Linked DNA regions of Sus scrofa: region 2 is linked to region 1. The links are chromatin contacts, called in public HiChIP or PLAC-seq maps. All regions are on one chromosome and are shown on one strand. The core of a region is the stretch at or near the end of the contact, and the rest is flanking DNA. Distances in the headings are between cores, read along the strand shown.

Region 1 (5,808 bases), core at 1,162-3,661:
AGAAACAACAATCTCTTAGTAGATGATGAATGGATATTGAAAACGTGGTATATACACGAAAGGGACTATTACGCAGCCTTTAAAAAGGAACTCCCTCCCGTCGTGGCGCAGTGGTTAACGAATCCGACTAGGAACCATGAGGTTGCGGGTTCGGTCCCTGCCCTTGCTCAGTGGGTTAACAATCCGGCGTTGCCGTGAGCTGTGGTGTAGGTTGCAGACGCGGCTCGAATCCCGCGTTGCTGTGGCTCTGGCGTAGGCCGGTGGCTACAGCTCCGATTCAACCCCTAGCCTGGGAACCTCCATATGCCGCGGAAGCGGCCCAAGAGATAGCAACAACAACAACAACAACAACAACAAAAAGACAAAAAGACAAAAAAAAAAAAAAAAAAAAGGAACTCCCATTATATTTATGCTACAACATGGATAAATTTCAAAAACATTATGCTAAGTTAAAAAAGAAAGTCAAAAGGGCAAATTCTGTATGATTCCACTTATATAAGGTATTCAAAGTAGTCAAATTTTTGAAAGTATGATGGTGGTTGCCAGGAGCTGGGTGGGTGGGGAAAATGGGCAACTATTTAATTGGGATAGTTTCAATTTTGTCAGGTGAAAATTCTGGAGATTTGTCGTACCACAATGTGAAAGCGGTTAACACTACTCAACTGTACACTTAAAAATGGTTAAGTTGAAAAATTTCACAGTTTTGCAACATTTAACAAAATAATTATTATTTAATTTCATTTCCCTCTCCTGTCCTCCCTGGTACAGTCCTCAACAGCAATGTAACAGAAAGGACAGAGAAAAGTAAAGCTTCAACAATGTAGAAAAAAAATTAAGAAAACAACAATGAAACAAGTAGCCCCACCTTCTTTCTGACTTACTGATAATTTTCTTAATCTGGAAATGCCTTGAACCTCAAGTGAAACAGTACCCTATAGGCCAGGCAATGGAGGGTAGTGGTTTTTGGAGCTAGAGAGCTCAAGTCTATTCCGACTTTGCCACTAATTACCGTGTGACCTTGGGTATGTTTTCGTTCATCCATCATTCATTCATCAAAAAGTCTGTTTCCATATGAGTAAGCCTGGCCAAATGAATCCTAGGATTGTTCCGAGGAGTAAATAATTCATATAAAACCCTAGGTACTTTAAGTAAGTGCTCAATAAATGTTGGCTATAATTATTTTAAAGATTTTAAAGCCTAGAGAGCAGGATGGGAACAGAAGGAATTCGACTAAGGGCAGTCCAGTACTCTCTTCCTAAACCTGTATCTCATTTGTCTACAATTACGGTGCTATAACAACGGATACTCTTTAGCAAATGGTTACTGACTCCATCATTTTTGCCAAATTGGTGCTCCTCTCTTCTAAACGAACTCCCTCCCAGGGAAAAGCAATGTCATCTCAAGTATTCGAAAATGTTTGCTTTGGGCACAGTGTTTTCTACCCTAGAGGCGGTGGAACCAGGGACCTGTACATTAGCCACTAGAGTTCCCGGTTCCTCTCACCTCATTAGGGGCCTAGGCCTTACTTGGGGGTGAGGATGAGAAGGGTGGGCGCCACACAACCAAACACCCAGACAGAAAGCCCCACTCTGCGAAGACACAACCCGGCGAGTCTCCTGGGAGAATGACAGCTGGACAGTACGAAAACCGACCAGGGAACCGGCAACTCCTGCGTGTCGGCGGCGAGCGGGCATCTCGCAGGCAGGTGAGGAGGGCGTCTCGGGCGGCCCGTGGCGGGGCGGCCCAGGGCGGGCTCGGCCGGGGGCAGTCAGGGCCGGGGCGGGGGTGTGTCGGGATGCTGCTCCCGGGGGCCCCGCCGCGGGGTCGGGCAGGCCGGGAGCCCCGCTGGCTCCCGGAGGGCCGAGGGTGGGGGCGAGAGCGGGCTGCGCGGCGGCCTGGGGGCCGGGCGGGGAGGAAAGGGAGAGCGAGGGCCTCACCGCGGGCCGAGGGCAGCGGGTAGAGCTTCTCGGCCTTCTGCAGGAAGCGCTGGGCCTTCTCGCGGTTGCCGGCGTTCAGGGCCTCCCGGGCGATCTCGACACATTTCTCCGCCTCGTCCCGGTTCCCCTCCATGGCTTGCGCCTTCTTCCGTTTCCTGCGGGAGCGCAGCTACGAGGGGCGGAAGCCGCCGCCGCCGTGGAGGCGAGGCCGGCCGGGGACGGGGGCGTGCGGAGGCGAACGGGGAGGAGCGCAGGAGACCGCGGCGGCGGCGGCGAGGCCCGGGCGCACTGGCGGGCTCGCAGCTCCGCCTCCTCACGGCGGCCTCCCCGCCCCCCGCGGGCAACTACCGCGCGAGCTGCATCCTTCGCGGCCCCCGGACAGAGCTCCAGGGCTTGGCTGTCCCTGCCGACTCGGCGGTCCGTGCGGGGCGCCAGCAGGCTCGGAGCTGACCAACCTGGACGGCGCGGGGGCGGGAGATGCCAGGCCTGCTGCCCGCCGGGGGTTCCACCGGGGCGGGGACCCGGCCGCCCGGACTGCGCCGCGCCCTCTGACCTCCCGTGGTGGCCCGCGTCGGCGGCCGCCGGTTTTCCTAGCGGCCGGGCTACGGATCGGGGTGGGCATGTTCGCTTTCAGGAAAATTCCCAGAGGTCGAAGGCCCCGCCTCAGGGCCCCCCTCAGCCTGGGGAGGATTCGGTCAGGTGAGGGCTGCGCTTCCGGCACAGGTGTACTGGGACACAGTAGAGGGCCTTTCGACCCTAACTCAGGGCTTGTTTCATTGCCTCTTTCAGCACTTTCCTGACCCAGCTGCAGTAAAACCATCTCCTTAGTACATCCGGGAGTTAAAGTAAACACAATTTGCAGTTTGCCTTTACTCTGGCGAAAAACCGGAACCCTAATAATCCTACATGACCAAAACGAGGAAGGAATCAGCTCGTTGGGAATGTATTACCATCATGTATCTATTTGCTGGTTTTCTCCCTACTCTTTTTTCACATTACCCCTGTGAAATGCTATACCTGTCATACTGGTCTCCGTGTGCAGGATGAGCCTTGTAATGACCTAATCCGAGTTTCAAAAACTAAGAACTTGTCAGAAGCCAAGTGTCATGTCAAAACGATCCAATCAACTTAACCACAAAATAATCGTTTCATACAATGTTCAGTAAAGACAGCCATGACAGCAAATATGATCAACTCAGGACTTTCAGAGAAACCCTGATTCTTTTTTGGTGAGTCCAAGGCATGTAGAAGTTCCCCAGGGCAGTGACCAAACCCCCACCACAGCAGCCACTGGAGCCCCTGCAGTGACAACACGGGACCTTTAATCTGCTATTCCACAGGGGAACTCCAACCTTGATTCTTTTCTGTAAAAACGGGATTAGATGGTGCATACTGAACAGTTTAATCCAGGTAGCCTTTGAAACAGTGGGAGAACACAGGAAACACTTCACTGTTTATACTGAAAGTACCTTCTGTGGAGGTAGCAATATACAGAACTTCCCTACCTGCCCCAGTCCATGACAGTGCTCTGGATGTAGTGCTGCTGTCACAAACAGCAAGTGCAGCGACAAATTGAGATGATCAAATTTAACCTAAAAAACATCACCTTGTCCAGTTCCAAGCTCCTACTGAAGTTTTAAAATCTTTAATAGTTCATCTCATAGCATTAAAAAATATATATATGCTTTAGCCTTCGAGGTTTGTTGATCTACAAAATTAACATTTTAATTTCAAGGTAAGAAACGTGCTTATTAAGTTATTGCTGGATAAGATAGTTATTCAAAACAAAAGTTGTTCCCATCATAATCAAGTGAATTTAATACACAACTAGTTTGGGATATGACCTTTATTGAGCTTATCCACCGAAGTGGAAATAATGTCTGTACAAAACCAAATGTTTGTTACTATAACTTCTGCATCACAATTAAAATCCAAACAGTTTTTTAAAAACAGTCAACTCAATCAAAACCCACTACTTCAGAATCAATAGCTTCTTTGAAGCCACAGTAACACTTAAATATGGTTAAGACTCGAATGCAGAAATTTGGTTGGTTGGAAAGCTAATTAAACTTCCAACTTGCTCAAATAGAATTACAAAAAGGCAAAATTGTGTTTTTCACAGAGATACAGTCCATTGGAATCACCAACACTGGACAGCTGTTAGAGTATTTAGAGTCCTGAGATAATAAGGAATCCAGGCATCCTTTAGACAGTCTTCTGTTGTCCTTTCTTCCCAATGAGAGATTTGTGGATGTGTGGAATGACACCTAGGGGAGGAAAGGGATACTTTTAAATATACATTATTTTGAAAATTAACACAGGACTTCAAAACCATGACAGTTTAACGTTCAACTTCGAAGAAGTCTTTAAATGTGAGGCCAGAGTATGCAGAAGTAAAAATTCACTAAGTTATATACAGGAATCAATTTTCATGATGCAACCATACTACAGATCACTGAAAATAACACTAAGTGTCCTCTTCTAGTGGGGGAAAAAAGTAAAGAATTATCTAAAGAAATTAAAAAATTTTTAGTATTTACATACCACCACCAGCGATTGTAGCCTTGATGAGAGAATCCAATTCTTCATCTCCACGAATAGCAAGTTGCAAGTGACGAGGAGTAATACGCTTTACCTTCAAGTCTTTTGATGCATTTCCTGCCAATTCAAGTACCTAGAAGACAGAATCTAATCAATCTCCTGCCAACTTTCCTTAGGATCAAGATCCAGAAGAATCAAACCTTCGTGAACGTGTATCTACCAACTGCCGTCTCCCCCCACTACCTGAATGGCAAGATATGCAAAAGCTATAAAGGGGACACGCAATTTTATTTCCTAAAGCAGTCAACTCAAGCTCAGGAGGAACCCAAAATGAACACCAGCCCCCTCTAGCGTTGTCAGAAGCTTCTCACCGCGTTCAGAGCCTGGGAGTTTTCTTGCATCACTTTCCTCCTTCCCTCTCACCGCCTCCCCCCACCACCTTTTCCAGATTACAGGCGTACACCCATTTACCTCTGCGGTGAGGTACTCCAGGATGGCTGCGCTGTACACAGCGGCAGTCGCGCCCACACGTCCATGGCTGGTCGTCCTAGATTTCAGGTGTCGATGAATACGGCCCACCGGAAACTTCATTTTTCGCATACACAAACACAAATGCACAAAGATAGAGGAGCCAAAAATGGTCAAATTATACGCGCGCCAAAGCAAGGGGCACGGAGGCTGATGCAGCAACGCGCCCTAGCATCGCCACACGTGATCGCCCCCCCTTCCCCAATATTTATTGTATCGGTAAACCAAGTCCCGACACCATCACCACGCAAAGACCAAAAGCTCATCTAGTGCAATGATAAACAGAGAAAAAGGAGAGAAAAACGCCGCGATTCCCAGACAGCAGAAACCCCCACTGACCTGCAAACCGGCTCTCTGCGAGCGGGAAACCGCCTTTGTCTTGGCCTTTCCGGAGTCCTTCCCAGCCTTACCGCCAGCCTGCGGCGCGCACACGCCCGCGAGCGAAGAAGGAACGCAGAATACAGGATTACCAAGGCGGCGCGCCCCTCCCCCACCGCGGGGCGGCCCGGGCGCGAGCGGGGCCCGGTGCCCAGCCGGGGTCTCCGGCCCGCCGCGCGCCGCAAGGGCGACCCCGCCCGCCTGCCCCCCGCTGCGCGCCCGCCGCGGCCGCGCGCTTCAGGCCGCCCGCTCACCGCCCTCCGGCTCCCAGCGGCGCTGCGCGCGCCACCCAACCGTCGCCGCCCGCCGCGAGATCGGAGGCTGCTCCGCTCGCCGCCGACAAAACACCTCCCCCCGCTCTTCCACATCCTCTCTCCGCGCGTTCCCAACCGTCACCGCTTCACCCCCATCTCCGTGTGTAACG
Region 2 (5,992 bases), core at 1,174-3,673, 300 kb before region 1:
TCCGTAAGAAATCAGTCAGTTTTTCCAAAATCTATCTGTAATATATTTTAAGTAAAGGAGAATGTTGCATCTCAAGGCCTCAAGGTTTGTTTTACTATGGTCCATAAATCATTTTACTAAATTAGTTTGAAAATCGTTTTTCTAATATATGAGGTGATTGTTAGGATATACTACAAAATGTAAAGTTCTTGGCATAGTGTATTATACATAGTAATTATTCCATAGATGGAAGCTCTTGCGGTTTTTTTTTTTTTTCTTTTTTCAATTGTTCTGTGCTTCTGTCTTGCTTCACATGCTATGAAAAAGAGCTGATGAGTTTGGGGAGGTGTCTCCCACCTGTAGTGCACAAGGTTTGCTTGGCTTGATCAGCAGAGCTACGGAAGAGAATGCCTCTCTTTGGTACATAGAATTCACTGAATATGGAAGGGGTTTGGCATTTTTATTTCATCTCTGTGAAACAATCTTTAGTCTTTCAAATATCTTTGTAAAAAATTACAGGCAAGATAGAAAAGAATGATGGTATTTATTACCAATAGAAACAGTCTTATTTGAACATCCTATGTTGAAATAACTACTTAATACAGTGACTCATAGGAGCTTTCTAGTGGTAGGCAAATGAAAACAAAACAAATGAAACAGCATTTAATTTGTTAGGCAATAGTGATATGCCTTTTATTGGTTGGACTCTGATAAACACCTGACAACAAATGGTACTTTACCCGAAGAGACACGTATCATGCACCACATAGTCTAACCATAAACATGTCACTGTGAGCCTCAAGTGGAATACGAAAGGCAGTTTTCACATGATTCCAGGTAGTCCTTAATTTGAATAAGTAAGTATTTAAAGCTTAAGTGACTATAGTGGCTTCGTGTTACTGTGCATGTAATGCAGAAATTGTGGGAATACACAAAAATCTATTCAAATGTAAAGCACTAAAGCGCTTTTCACATTACCTTGTATTTGTAAAGCCCACTATTCATAAAAACATTTCTTCAACAGTTAATTTTCTAAGACCATTTTCTGTTTACCCCAAGACAAATTATTTATATCTTTAAGGTGATAGTCACAACCAAATATTTTTTGTGTAGGTAATTTAGCCAAGATTTATATATAAAACAGGTTAACAAGTGAAATTCTAATCTCAATAGACAGTAAAGGTGAACAATTTCCACGTTTAAGATCTTTATATAAAACATAATTCAAGGAGAAATACGCTTAACTCTGGAGATTTTAAAATTTTAGATTTCATCTTGTAGCCCTTTCTATCAAGTTGACTATCTTTTACCTGGGTTGTCTAGAAGATTTGAACTTAAGGTTAGGATTCTAGAAGAGGCTTTAGAGAAAGATGAGGGTAAAATTAAGACCCTCATTCTATGCTTAAGAACCCATTTTATGGCTATAAGTATTTTCTAGTTCATTCAAATAGCCCTTTGCCAGCACCTTATTCGTTCCTTTGCCAAAACATCCCCATATGCTCCCCACAACCACCCTGTTTCAATAGGTTTTGTTCACATCAGGTTTATATTGCAGGAGTTTCCAAGGACAAAAGTGGGTTTCATTCGTGTGGCTCCACTCACACTAAGTTACTTGCTTTAATTGTAGAGAAGTTTCCTAATTAATTTTCCGCAGCAAAATTGTTAAGGGCTGGAATTCCCCTCTTGAATTTCTTCCTAGAATTAGGATTCAGAAAGCACAGGGGATTCCATCCAGTTGGTTTGGGGACTCAAGATAAGTGTTTCTTGTCATAGGGGTAGTTAGAGGTCTACTGTGATAAACTCAACTGCTTGCTAGTGTGCTAATAATGACAGACACATAAGAATCACACGTAAGGAGAATCATCTAGGTTTCAGAAATCAGTTTTATCATTTTAACATTATTTTGAAGGGATTGGTGGTGGAAGTAAAAATTTTTAAATTTAAATCCTATAATTCAGAATGATTTTTTAATAATAGCATACACATGGTATTAAAAAACTCCAGATGACCATACAAGACAATAAAATTCAATGAAATGTATTTGAGTTTGCAATTCCTCACCACCTTCCCACGTAAAGTGGTAAATGTGAAGACAGGCATTTGATGTTACGGGAATGAGGATGATTTATGTTTGGAGCAGAAAAGTATCATCATCAGTTTTCCTTGAATGTCTATCAGTACTTCTGAATTTAAAGGATGGTAGACTGGTTTACTTGAACTCTCAAAAGTGACATTTTTTTCTTGGTCTTCCTTATTGAGTAAAGAATAAATAAAAAGAGTGAGAGATTGGAAACCGGAGCCCACCAAAGTTTAATCATTAATAGTGGGCCCTTCTGTGAACTTAGGTCCTGATTTTGGAGTTTGGAATCTGACCTTTCCCCCAAAGATAAACATTGTTGCAGGTTCGAGGAGGGTCACTCCCTTGCTGCCACCGCAAGAATCCACTTCTCAGTGACTCCTCGCTTGGAACTGGATGCACTAGAGGGGAGCTGGTCAATATGATTCTTCTTGCTGTGCTTTTTCTCTGCTTCATTTCCTCATATTCAGCTTCGGTTAAAGGTACGTTCGTGTTGCCTTTTGCTAAACTATAATTTTAATCCTTGAGGGGGAAAATTGTGTGGGTGGGTGGGTGTGTGTAGTGTAGTGAGAGAGTCCTAACTAACTCTTTAAGCCATCTTCAAAACCATGGAACTTTGGAATGTTGGTGAAGGCAGGACTGGGTTGGAATGAAAATCAAATTCAAATTCCTACATACATTAAGAAAACAGAGGCTCCTTTTAGTTTCTTGCTTCATTCTCTCATTCATGGTGTATTTTTAAAAAGGGAGAAAAAAGATGCCAGCTATTGTTACCTTCTGCTGTTGGTCACTCAATGAATGCAGCTCCTTCATTTGAATTGTAAAAGTGGGCTTAAAAAACCAGTTCTTAAATTTCCTTCTAGTTGCTTAGCAATGGGACATCAAGAAGAATTAGATCCAATGAAAAAGGCATTTGACTTGACAGAGAATTATGAATGAAATGGTAAAGTCTGTATTTAATTCCATTACCATTCAAAAGAGAATTATCACGGTTATGAATTACAGAAAATAAAACGACATGATATAGATTTTAAGAAATAAGACATTATCTTTGGAAAAATAGTGTTAGTCATTTTAGATTCTATTTCAAGATAAAACTGATTTTAAAACACCTAAGGATTGATATCTTTCAGAGGAAATAAACATTTTATGAGTAATGGTTTCCAAAAAACTGTATGCAATGTATTCATAGGGAATCTTGTTTTAAGTCAATTCATTTATATATGCGGTGAATTTCTAGATGTTGTACCTGTAAAATGATCACTTTTTAGAGTCTCTTAAGATAATTCACCATGAATGCCAGTTGATCTAACACATAACTCAGCATGATAGGATGCGATTTCACTCACTGTGAACCCTAAGTAACTGATATAAACAATTCACTTTTAAACTTATAAAGCCCTTTAGGGATAACTGGCTTTCTTTTTTTCATAAAGTTTATCTCAAGATTTTTTGCGTTGAAAATTTCCACTTGAGGACAAGAGACCATCTTTGTTACCAGAACAATAAATGGGGACTAAATTATTTCACCCAAGCAAATCACACTTTAGGTTCTTGAACTAAAGAACCTGAGATAATATATATATATTTTAGTAGTTTCTCAAGTATTTTGTATTTAAACGTACAACCCTTAGTTGGATGAAAACAAATTTTAATGAGAAAAAGTTTTGTAACTTACACTTGATAGGTAATTGTTATACAGAGAGCTTACTATTTTTGTTATCTGTCAAGTACACTGTTGAATATTTGAAATACGATTGATTTATATACCATGAGATAAGACCTTATACCATGATTTTACAAAAAACAATTGAGATATAGTAGCTATTGTGGTGTTCTCTTTTTTTCCCCACCTTGCAAGTGAGCACATTGGATAACTTGATGTTTTTAAATACATGCTCTTATAAAGATTTAAAAATACACACACACACACACACACACACACACATGACAATGGACAATGGCATGCAGGGAGCTATGACCTAGAACATAACAGAGAGCTACAGTTTGTTGTATAAGCTCAGTGGCAAACCCAGAATTTTAGATCCTGAAGCTTATGCAATTTAGGGGCAAAATTTGAGAAAAGATAACAAAATACCTTACTTTTTGCAAATGTTACTGAAAAAAGATACGGCGTATGTACACAATGCCAAAGGCTCCCTTCCAAGCCTGGGTTTAAGTGTCATTAACTTCACAGTACAGCTGCCTATTCCAAAAATCATGAATAAAAAGTACAGGACTTGACAGCTCTCTGTCTCCCTAGATTTGGTAATTTCCTGGTTTATAGTACCGTGGTTAAATTATAGATTCCTTACCATTTGTAACGACTGACATTTAATAAGCAAACTACTTATGAAGAGTTTACTTTAAAATCAGGCCATTATAAATTTGGGGATGCCATACATTGCTTCATAACTCATCTCAAATTTACTTATCAATGCAACTGTCCAGATCTGGGTGGAGGGTGCGTACAGGTTGACCATAAATAAAGAGGGTGTAGGAGGAGTTTAGAAGAGGAGGAGTCATAGGGTCTGTTTAGAAGAATATGCTGAAAGAGTGAATGCTCCCTACTTCTTTTGAATCACATTTTATAATGGCGGGTCTATTCTCAGTGCCTCCTTTTGTTACAGGTTTCACATCCTCTTCAAGGATTAAACCCCAAAGCCTCTGGCCATGTCTCCTTGTAATGCCCCTTGCCCCACCTTGACCAGCCTGGGCTGCTCACTCCCTGCTAGAGAAGGAATGTTGCCCATTTCTCACCAGGCCACCATATCATCTTTTCCCCGTGCAAATAAGGTATCCTGCCCGAGACCAATCAGAAGATCAAATCTGGTCTCCACTCAGGTCCACATCATAGGGTATAAAGACTATTGCAGGAGTTCCCATCGTAGCTCAGTGGTTAATGAATCCGACTGGGAACCATGAGGTTGCGGGTTCGATCCCTGACCTTGCTCAGTGGGTTAAGGATCCAGCATTGCCATGAGCTGTGGTGTAGGTTGCAGATGTGGCTCGGATCCAGTGTTGCTGTGGCTCTGGTGTAGGCTGGTGGCTACAGCTCCGGTTAGACCCCTAGCCTGGAAACCTCCATATGCCGTGGGAGCAGCCCTAGAAAAGGCAAAAAAAAAAAAAAAAAAAAAAAAAAAAGACTTGCAGAGTGAGTAGGGCCCTCTTTTTAGCCTGTGTGCATGTGAGTCTCTCTCTTCCTCTCTGAAAATGTACTTTCACTTCAATAAATTTGTAAAATGTCCACCATTCCAATGCTTTGCTTCGGTGAGATGGTGCCCCAGGAAACTGCGATGCTATCACTTTGGCTTTTCTTTATAGTACTTCTTCTTTCTCCCTCACCCCCATACATGCTTTGTATTTAATCCTATTACCTCTAAACCTGAATTGTTCCTTCACCCTCAGTCTTTCTCTCAGTCCATAGCCCTACCATACTTTTCAGTCCATTCACAAAAATCATCTTCCCTATTTTTCCCCATATCCTTCATCTTTCTTTTACTTCTGGCCTTCTAGTTTTCTGTTGGATTCCTAAATCCCATTACCTATCATTCTTATCACCACTGAAAGTCTCTTCAAGCCTTACCTTTATTAATTTATCTCTACTTTGTCTTTTTTGCTTAAGTCAATTAACTGTACTATTATATTGATCTAGGTTTAATAAAAGAATACTTCTTAAAAAGTTCAAAATTAAGCACCCAATGTGTCTCTGTGAGGACGCAGGTTTGATCCCTGGCTTCGCGCAGTGGATTAAGGATCCAGCGTTGCTGCAAACTGTGGTGTAGGTTGCAGAGGCAGCTCAGGTCCATTGTTGCTGTGGCTGTGGTGTAGGCCAGTGGCTGCAGCTCTGATTCTACCCCTAGCCTGGGAACTTCCATATGCTGCAGGTGCAGTCATAAAGAAAAAAAAAAGAAAGAAAATTCACACTTAAGAGTT

Evidence for each region. HiChIP or PLAC-seq counts read pairs in DNA pulled down with a chosen protein or histone mark.
Region 2: an H3K27ac HiChIP or PLAC-seq map of skeletal muscle shows a contact between it and region 1, with 2.4 times the contacts expected there. The contact joins the promoter of MTTP here to the promoter of DNAJB14 in region 1. A contact is called at or near these places in 2 of 5 promoter capture datasets (fetal liver and liver), 13 of 47 Hi-C or Micro-C datasets (alveolar macrophages, embryonic fibroblasts, epiblast stem cells and 9 more) and 2 of 2 datasets of contacts at active chromatin or transcription factors (alveolar macrophages and skeletal muscle).

Annotation. Positions count from the first base shown.
Region 1 is chr8:120,563,998-120,569,805 of Sscrofa11.1, reverse strand. It overlaps DNAJB14 (dnaJ homolog subfamily B member 14), which reads right to left and starts at 2,411. Exons shown (of 8, transcript XM_021101721.1): 1 at 1,938-2,411. The coding sequence starts at 2,070. H2AFZ (H2A histone family, member Z) reads right to left here. Exons shown (of 5, transcript NM_001123122.1): 2 at 5,346-5,423; 3 at 4,950-5,063; 4 at 4,482-4,611; 5 at 3,783-4,204. The coding sequence ends at 4,143.
Region 2 is chr8:120,867,899-120,873,890 of Sscrofa11.1, reverse strand. MTTP (microsomal triglyceride transfer protein) reads left to right here and starts at 2,423. Exons shown (of 18, transcript NM_214185.1): 1 at 2,423-2,538. The coding sequence starts at 2,478.